Regions from separate parts of the Mus musculus genome. Here region 2 is linked to region 1. A link is a contact called in public HiChIP or PLAC-seq data. All regions are on one chromosome and are shown on one strand. The core of a region is the stretch at or near the end of the contact, and the rest is flanking DNA. Distances in the headings are between cores, read along the strand shown.

Region 1 (4,152 bases), core at 538-3,037:
CTTAGGTACAGTCCCCAGCACCTACATGGCAGCTTACAACTGTCTGAACTCAAATTCCATGGGATCTATCTGATGGTTTCTGGGCTCTGTGGGCACCAGACACATATGTAGTACAAATATACAAGTTTGCAAACATATACATAAAAAAAATAAACAAGATCATTAGCAGAGTAACAACTTCAGTTTTGTTGGGTATCAGTGATGGACAAGTTTCTTTCCTTAAGACAGGGTCTCCTCACTCTTTGCTCTGGCTGTCCTGGAACTCACTCTGTAGACCAGGCTGGCCTTGAACTCACAGAGATCCACTTGCCTCTGCCTCCCAAGTGTTGAGATTAAAGGCCTGTGCCACCATGCCTGATGTGGGCAGTTTTCTTAGCTAGAGGAATGTAATTTGCTGTATATTACTAAGCATTAATATTCACATTTCAGAACTTTGTTGCTCAGGGTGCCTGAGAACTGAGATGTTGAATGTGACAACTCCCATATCTTGGTACAGTTATAGACTTCTTTTGCAGTTTCTGGGTTTGAAACATAGCTGTCTAACTGTTTTTCAAGCTTATGGGAAATGAAACCCTTACTCATGCCTTCTCTTTCAGATATTCAGAGTGGTGTGCATCTGTTTGGGCAACCCACCAGAGACCTTCACCTGGGAGTACCGAGACAAAGATAAAAATTACCACAAGATTGGCCCCATAACACCCTTGCAGTTTTACAAGGAGCACGTGAAGCCGCTCTTCAATATGGAAGATAAGGTTAGAGACTGGTGCCAGCAGCTGCTGGCTATTTACTTTCAAGTATCTGTTGTTTCCACAGAGGGTGTAAGATTCCCAGGTTAATGTGCATGGTTCCTGAAGTTTGCATGCATCTGACAGAAGTAGGCACCTTTCTCCAGTGTTTCTCATCAGAATTTCTGACTGTAGGCCAAATCCCCAACCTTTCTCCTTGAAATGTAAGGTTCAGATCAATCTCAGGTACAAAGAGAAATGGTGGGATATTGGATTTTTCGTATAGGCTCAGAGCACCCTCATCTCCTGGCCTTTCGGGAAACTTGTTAAAGGAGGGCGTCCACTGTCTGCTCTTCCTTCCTTCTACATCTGCCTAGAGGATGACCAGGGTCTTCTCCCTTGGTGGGCTTTTGACCCTCTTCCAAGAAAACTGCATTGCTTCATATTGAGCCTCTCTTACTCTTTGAGGAAGGGCCTATAGCAGTGTTTCATGAGTGGTGCCTTATGAGTATATGCAGTATGACAGATTATATGCAGAGGGGCAGTTTTTACCTTAGGGAAGACAGGTAGAGAAAGCTCTCAAGGGTGTTCTTTGTGCTAATTACAATGTGCAGTGCCCTTCTTACACCGCCAGCTTTTGATTATTTGTTACATTTACCTTGTGGCTTTAGTGTTTGTTCTTGTAGTTAAAGAGGAGTTTGTAGCCATAGCAATCTAGTAGAGAGAGTTGTGTTTTACTTGACGTCTTTGGTCTTGTGCTCTAATATACATGTTCTTGATCTCAAAAGATTTGTTTTGTGAATGACCCACGGCCCCAGCACAAGTACAATAAATTGTACACAGTAGACTACTTGAGCAATATGGTTGGAGGGAGAAAAACGCTGTATAACAACCAGCCCATTGACTTCTTGAAAAAGATGGTTGCTGCCTCCATCAAAGATGGAGAGGTTAGTACTGCCTTATGTTTCTGTGTCCCCCACATGGGGGTTAAAACAGCTGCTGCTTTCCTTTTCACTACTCTGGTTTATGTTGACTTTCTTCTATTTCTAGGCTGTGTGGTTTGGCTGTGATGTTGGAAAACACTTCAATGGCAAGCTGGGCCTCAGTGACATGAATGTGTGAGTGCACAGAGTTCAAAGTAGGAAGCTCTTTGTGGGTTGTTGCTGTTGGAGTGCACTCATGGTCGGAGTGCCTCTGCTCAGGTTCATCCAGACATTGAGGTTGGCCTGAGGGTGGGTCTTTCTCTGCATCCGTGAAGTTTTCTGCTCCTTCCAGAGACTGTACATGTGTAACTTCTTTAACCCTGGAAACCAAGATCACACTAGAGCAGAAGTCACTGGGGTTCCTAAGATGCTAAGTTTCTAAGCAGAGAAAGACTCTGAACACACAGTAGGTGACCTGGGACGCTGCTCATCACACTTGGGGTGCAATGCGAGACTTTGCAGAGCTCTTTTTACTGATCATCTTTAAATGCTTCTCTTCCTTTGATGCCTTGTGTATATTCTCTTTAGGACAAGTTGGGCTAATTTATATACTTACCTTAACTCATTCTCCTTCATCTTTGATGACATCAAAGCTTCATTTCCAAGCTGAATCAGACAAGATTCCTTGATTTTAAAAGACATCATTTTAGGAGAGATGGCTGAGCATGGTTAGGAGCACTTGCTGCTCTTGTAGAGGAAGGGCCTGAGTTCAGTTCCCAGCTAATGGCAGCTAGCTCGAAGCCACCTGTAACTCCAGCTCCACGGGCTCTGATCTTCTCTCTGACCTCCGTGGGTACCTGCAGACATGTTGGGGCATATGCTCACATAGACACACATATGCAGTCTTTACAAAAATCATAAAATAAATACATCATTTTTGATTTACCCATAAATAATTCTGACTAGTAGGAAAGTTCAGTAATGTCTTAATATTTAACAAAAAGAAAAAAAACTAATGGTGAAACTTTTCAGTTTTATATTTGAAATGGAGAGTGAAGGCAGGATGATCAAGATTTCAAGTCAATGGCTATATAGTAAGTTCAATGCCAGCCTGGGCTGTATAACACACTGCCTCTGAATGAATGAATACACACACACACACACACACACACATATACATATATATATATGTGTGTATATATATATATATATATATATATATATATATACATACACACATACATACACATACATATACACATACATACCACAGTCAGTAGTTTGACTCAGAAACTGGGTCTATAAACTTGAAAAAGACCATTATAAGAAGTTACTTCAAAAGCATTTTCATTTTTTAAAAGATAATTTTCTTGCCCATTGCAGTGATATACTCCTTTAATCCCAGCACTCAGGAGACAAGTGAATTGCTTAAATGAGAGGGCAGCCTGGTCTATATGGTGCATTCCAGGACACTTAGAGCTATGTAGAGGGACCCTGTCTCAAACAAAAAACAAAAGAAAAAAAGAACATTTTCTTGCCAGAATAACAGTACAAATCAGACTTGTCAATATTTACTTTCGAAGGTTTATATTTAATGCTCTTGTATTGCCCTGCACAGTGTAGTGAAGTGTACGTTTGTGCAGAGCCACTCTTTTGGGGCTGTCAGGCTCCAGTTACCTCAGTGTCCTCACATAGCCAGACCAAGCTTTCTCATTCACTCTGTCCCTCTTTTACAGCTATGACCATGAGTTAGTGTTCGGTGTCTCCTTGAAGAACATGAATAAAGCTGAGAGGTTGGCTTTTGGTGAGTCACTCATGACCCACGCCATGACCTTCACTGCTGTCTCAGAGAAGGTAAGCTCCCCAGCGTGTCATGATAGGTTCATTAGTGGGCAGGTGGGTCCACACACTCCTGTAGACTGTCTGTCCAGCAGAGCCACAGTTACTATGTTTGATTCCTGTTGAACTAGCTTCCAAGTAAGATGTTAAGATGTTCCTGTATCACTTGGTGTTTAGTTACTTGCTCAGTGGTAATAAAAACAATAATGTCCTATGAGGACAAGAATTTAGGTCAGCAAGGAGCAAAGAGATAACTTCTTTTTTGTAATTTGGAAGGTTAGTGAAGGATGCTAGGAAAAGATGTCTTCTAAGAAGTTGAGATGGGTTCTTAGAGTGTCTGCATCTCGATGGCCTTGCTCACAATCACCTTTGCGTTGTTGGTCGTTCACATTCACCAGTTACTGTCATGCACAGTAACCTGTGACCTCCATGCCCATCACTGGATTTGTACACACTGGGATGCCAGTTTTTAAGTCCTTTGTGATTGATGGCTCTGCTGTATCTTGGACCCTTTCATAGCCAGGCACCCGTTCCAGGCTGTAAAACTGTCAGGGGGCACAGGAGAGAGAGAGGACTTGACCTACGTTAGTTCTTTACCCTCAGAAGCAGACGTGTCCTCTCTCCAGCACCAGCACCAGAAAGGCACTGCGGCTAAGTACTTTACC
Region 2 (4,576 bases), core at 58-2,557, 830 kb after region 1:
CTCTGCACGTGGGGGTGGGGGCGGAGACCAGGTAGGCAAAGCAGAAACCTCTTCCTGCTTCTGTGGGGACTGGGCTGGCTTTGTTGTTACTTCAAAGGGTTCTAGAAACAGGCCCAGGAAGGTCCTCAAGAAGTGAGCACACAGATCTTCAAATACAGGATCTGTGTGCCCCCCTACCCCCCGCCTCTGTTTAGGGGAACCTGAGAGTGCCTGAAGGAGCCTCTCTGCCTTTAAGAATGAGGATGCCAGCTTTCACACCCTGGAAGACCTTCCTTGGGCTTTATTAAATCAGTGTGGCCAGCCCTTAAGCTGGTTTTCCTTTATTCTTCTGTGGAAATAGAGAAAAGCGGTCGTTTATATGAAAAGAACACAGTGCTTCATTGTGCTTGTTCTCGAATGTCAGCCAGACAGGATGGGATGTGAATATAGTGAATGCGGTGTAATTAGTAGACTCAGACCCAAGTCTCCCTGAGATTTGAGGCAGAGCCTGGTGAAACCGTCAAGACAGGTCCTGGGCTTTGGGCCTTGTGGAAAATTGGAAAGGCAGAGGCAGTTTGGAAATCCCCAGAGCCAGAGGAAATCCCCAGGGACTGAGAATCCCCAAAGAGAAACGGTACCCCCGGAGCCACCAATCAGGTAGTCTTTCTATGTATCCAGGATCTGACGGTTTAGTTTTTGGGGGTAGACACCTGTTCTTGTAGAGCAGAAAAAAATGGTGCGCTCGTACACAGGGTTCTGAGCAAACCTTTGGATGTGTAAAACTGCAGTCTGGTGGAATGGAGGGCCGGAGTGGCCGATCCTTGAGTCTTTGGGACAGAGATCTGTGACTGCCCTCCCTATGCCCACTGACTCCACTTACTGCTTGTCTGAGGCCGCTCGCCACTATAAAACTCAAGACGTGGCTTAAATCTTTGAACTATAAACTCAGGTATTCATTCATTCACTTTTCCATCAGTAAACACTTAGTAAACATCTACGTGTTGGTGCTATTTCAGGTACAAAGGATAAGTTAGTAATGAAAAAAAATATAGGCGCCCAGCGCATTTTTGCACCTCCATTGCCATCTCTCTCCTGGGTAAAGTGAGAGGCCATCTTGCTGCTGCAGCCCCCCTGAAGCCTCAGCTCCCCAGGACGCTTTCTGGGGGCGGGTCCACCAGAGGTGAAATCTGCAGCCTTGGCTGTGCCAGCAGGTCCATGAGAAGGGGAAGGCTGCCCTCTGCCGGAAAATCTGGGGACACTGCAGGGCGGAGTGGCTCTTGAGTTCCTAGCGCATGCGCTGAACCTGGCTCCACCCATGCGCTGGCGGCTAGGCGGAACAGGAAGTGCAGTGATAGTCAGGTCTGAGGCCGATTTGGCCACTACGGCTGCCCGTGTGTGGACTTTTCGGACAGTACAGGTTTCCACTTACCAGCCCTCACCCTCTTGAGGTCATCTCTCGGCTTCTTTAAGGAGTTTGGCTGCTTCCCTTTCAGTATCTCTTGATCACTTAGTGTCATTAAAATATGGAGACACCCCTGCTAAAGCGTTTTCTGTAAATGCTGTGTTTAAAGCTGCTGTTGAGGAACCTCAGCCGTCCTCTGATGGGGTGCACCTGTCACGATTGGTGGCTGGCGCTCCCCTACCCAGGAAGCAGAAGTTCTGTGGTCTCTCCCAAGTCCTTAGGGCTGAGTGCTTGAAACAGGGCTCCCTAAACTTCCCTAAACAACAAGTTCCATTTGTTTTATTAGGTACTGTAAATTAGTAATACAAACATGTCGTTGGTACTCATTTATGAAAAGAGTGTCAGTAGATTCTTTTTGTAACTATTTTTATTTTATGTGCATTGGTATTTTACTTGCATGTATGTCTGTGTGAGGGCACCAGATCCCATGGAACTGGAGTTAAAGATGGTTGTGAACTACCATGTGGATGCTGAGAATTGAACCTGGGTCCTCTGGAGGAGCAGTCAGCGTTCCTAACTGCTGAGCCGTGTTGCAACCCTATAGACTCTTTCACATTTACTTACTGTTATTTGTATGTGTGTGTTAAGCATGAACATGCTACAGCACACATGAATGAGAGTTTGTGGATTCGCTTCTCTCCGTCTTGTGGATTCTGGGATCAAACTCAGATTGTCCAACGTGGTGGCAAGTACCTTTACCCACTGAGCCATCTCAGCCTGATGGACTGAGCACACACACACACACACACACAAATGCTATTTATTTGTTTAAAGACAGGGACTCACTGTGTATCTCTGCCTGGTCTGGAACTCACTCTGTAGACCAGACCGGCCTGGAACCTGCCTCTGCCTCCTGAGTGCAGGAACTAAAGTCGTGGGCCAACATGCCCAACTAAACGTGTGTGTGTGTGTGTGTGTGTGTGTGTGTGTGTGTGTGTGTGTGTGGTGTATGCACATATATATGTATATACATATATATTTATTTACAAGATCTTCAGGAGGAACGAGGGACAGCTGGAGCAGGGGAACATGCTCTCCTTAAAGTTTTAAGGAGAACCTCAGTTTTAGTGTTTCCACCCTATGTATTTTCTGATAAACCTACTATGTGTAATAACAGCACTTGTGGGCTGGTGAGATGGCTCAGTGGGTAAGAGCACCCGACTGCTCTTCCGAAGGTCCAGAGTTCAAATCCCAGCAACCACATGGTGGCTCACAGCCATCCATAATGAGATCTGACTCCCTCTTCTGGAGTGTCTGAAGACAGCTACAGTGTACTTACATATAATCAATAAATAAATCTTTAAAAAAAAAATAACAGCACTTGTGTGTCTGAGTAAGGTCACTGTGAGTTGGAGGCCAGCCTGGAGTACTATTATAGTGAGACCCTGTCCCCCAGATAAATAGACGAAAAACAAATAAAGCCCCTCTCTTTTTATGGATGAATAAAAAATAAATAAATAAACCCCCCTCTCTTTCATGGCCTGGCTCCAAACTGCACCCTGTGTGGCTGACCCCTCACCAAGAGAAGTTCTCACCCTCTGAGCCTTCCCAGAGCTTCCTTGTGCCCGTGCTGGAGGAGCGCACTCGTACTTCAGTTATGACTGTTGGGGTGTATTTGTTCTTTCCTCTGCTGGTCATGTTTTTTGGGGAGGGGAAGTCAGAAGCTAAGTCACTGCCACTCACCCATCCTTGTATGTGCCTCGTCTCTAAGCAGAGTCCAGGAGTGGGCGAGTGATAGGTTACCATAACAAACATTCTACCCATGCCTGCTCAAAGGACAGTTCTCCAGAGATGGAAAAGAACCAGACTGTGTTTCCCCATAGCATTCCCCGTGGGATGTTACACATGTAGCACTACTAGCTGCAGGGCCAGCTTCCCCCGCCTCCTCCAACTTCCCATCTGGCTTCCCATGGCTCTACTCAGCTCTCTACAGGGCCAAGGACCTCTCACCTCATCGATTGAACAGCACAGCAATGCAGAGCACTAAAGTTTTGGCCCCCTGTGGATATCCTCTTTCCCATTCCATCCAGCTTATTACTGTACCTTCTAGATGAGTTGGGTAAATCCAGTGGCTTGCTGAATACCTACTGTGTGCTTGGTGTTAGAGAGTAGGATAGCTTTGAGTAAGTCTTTCAGGAAGATATAAAATTAAGTATGCCCCCAGCACCAATAACCAGAAGAGTGACTTATTCAAGTTTGTGTATATGTATGTGTGTCTAATGCTGTGCTGGATCTTAAACACAGGGCTTCAAGCACACTAGGCAAGCACTCTACCACTGAGCAACAACCTTCCAAATTAATTTTGATGAGTAAAACTGAATTTATTAGGGGTTACTTACAGAGTGATGGACATGGGACAGATGGACACAGTTTTCTTGAGGTCACCACTCTGTCCCCAGCATCAAGGTCCTACTTTATGTGGCTCCAGTCTGCAATGTAATTGTTGTAAACCTGGGCTCTGAGTGCTGCCCAGTGTTTATCTTCAGGGCCAGACAACAAAAAGGCACAGGTCAGGGAAAGCTGTATGCTTGTGTGTATTCCCTGTTCCCTCATCAGGGTTTCTGACCATCTCAACCATCACCTAGCTGTCTAGCTGTGGGTACATGGCGTGATTTGCTGTATGCAGCCTGCCATGTAGAGCAACTAGACAGCAGCTTGCATGCAAGGTGGAGTTGACTGTGGCTAGAGGACCAGTCTCCACAGATGGCAAATGAAGGAGGCGAAAGTGGTCCTGATGGCTTAGACACATGACAAGAACTGATGGCCATTCAGAACACTGACTTAGGCTCTGTAGTCAAGGCGTACACACAATAAACTTCAGTGAGTTCAACTGCGTGTTTGCGTAAGAAATTACATTGGCCTAAGATTACTGAAAATAGTATTTGGTTATTATTATATGTTGTGCACACTGTGCACTGTGCTTCCACGGAGAGAGATTGTATAGAATGGTACAGAGGTTTCCCCCTCATCCACGGGAGTTGTGTTTCAAGATCCATAGTAAATGCCCCAAAGCTTTGCATACCTATGGTAAAGTTTAATTTATGAATTAGGCACAGTAAGAGATTAACAGTAAGTAATGAAGTAGCAGCAATAATAACAATATGGTGTGGTTAAAGGCTACATAAATATCAACTC

What was found. HiChIP or PLAC-seq counts read pairs in DNA pulled down with a chosen protein or histone mark.
Region 2: a contact with region 1 is called in an H3K27ac HiChIP or PLAC-seq map of T-cell acute lymphoblastic leukemia, with 2.8 times the contacts expected there. The contact joins two enhancer-like sites.

Annotation. Positions count from the first base shown.
Region 1 is chr11:76,965,219-76,969,370 of GRCm38.p6, forward strand. Blmh (bleomycin hydrolase) reads left to right here. Exons shown (of 12, transcript NM_178645.4): 7 at 597-752; 8 at 1,514-1,672; 9 at 1,776-1,843; 10 at 3,385-3,502. Among named protein-coding and RNA genes, the nearest start is that of Blmh, 22 kb to the left of the region's middle. Within about 2 kb of position 1,788, at least 7 of the 459 cell types and tissues checked have an H3K27ac peak or open chromatin away from gene starts, as enhancers often do. A contact at or near this core is called in T-cell acute lymphoblastic leukemia, where this site is marked.
Region 2 is chr11:77,792,139-77,796,714 of GRCm38.p6, forward strand. The region is part of intron 1 of Myo18a (myosin XVIIIA); the gene reads left to right. Among named protein-coding and RNA genes, the nearest start is that of Gm10277, 5.8 kb to the left of the region's middle. Within about 2 kb of position 1,308, at least 277 of the 459 cell types and tissues checked have an H3K27ac peak or open chromatin away from gene starts, as enhancers often do. A contact at or near this core is called in T-cell acute lymphoblastic leukemia, where this site is marked.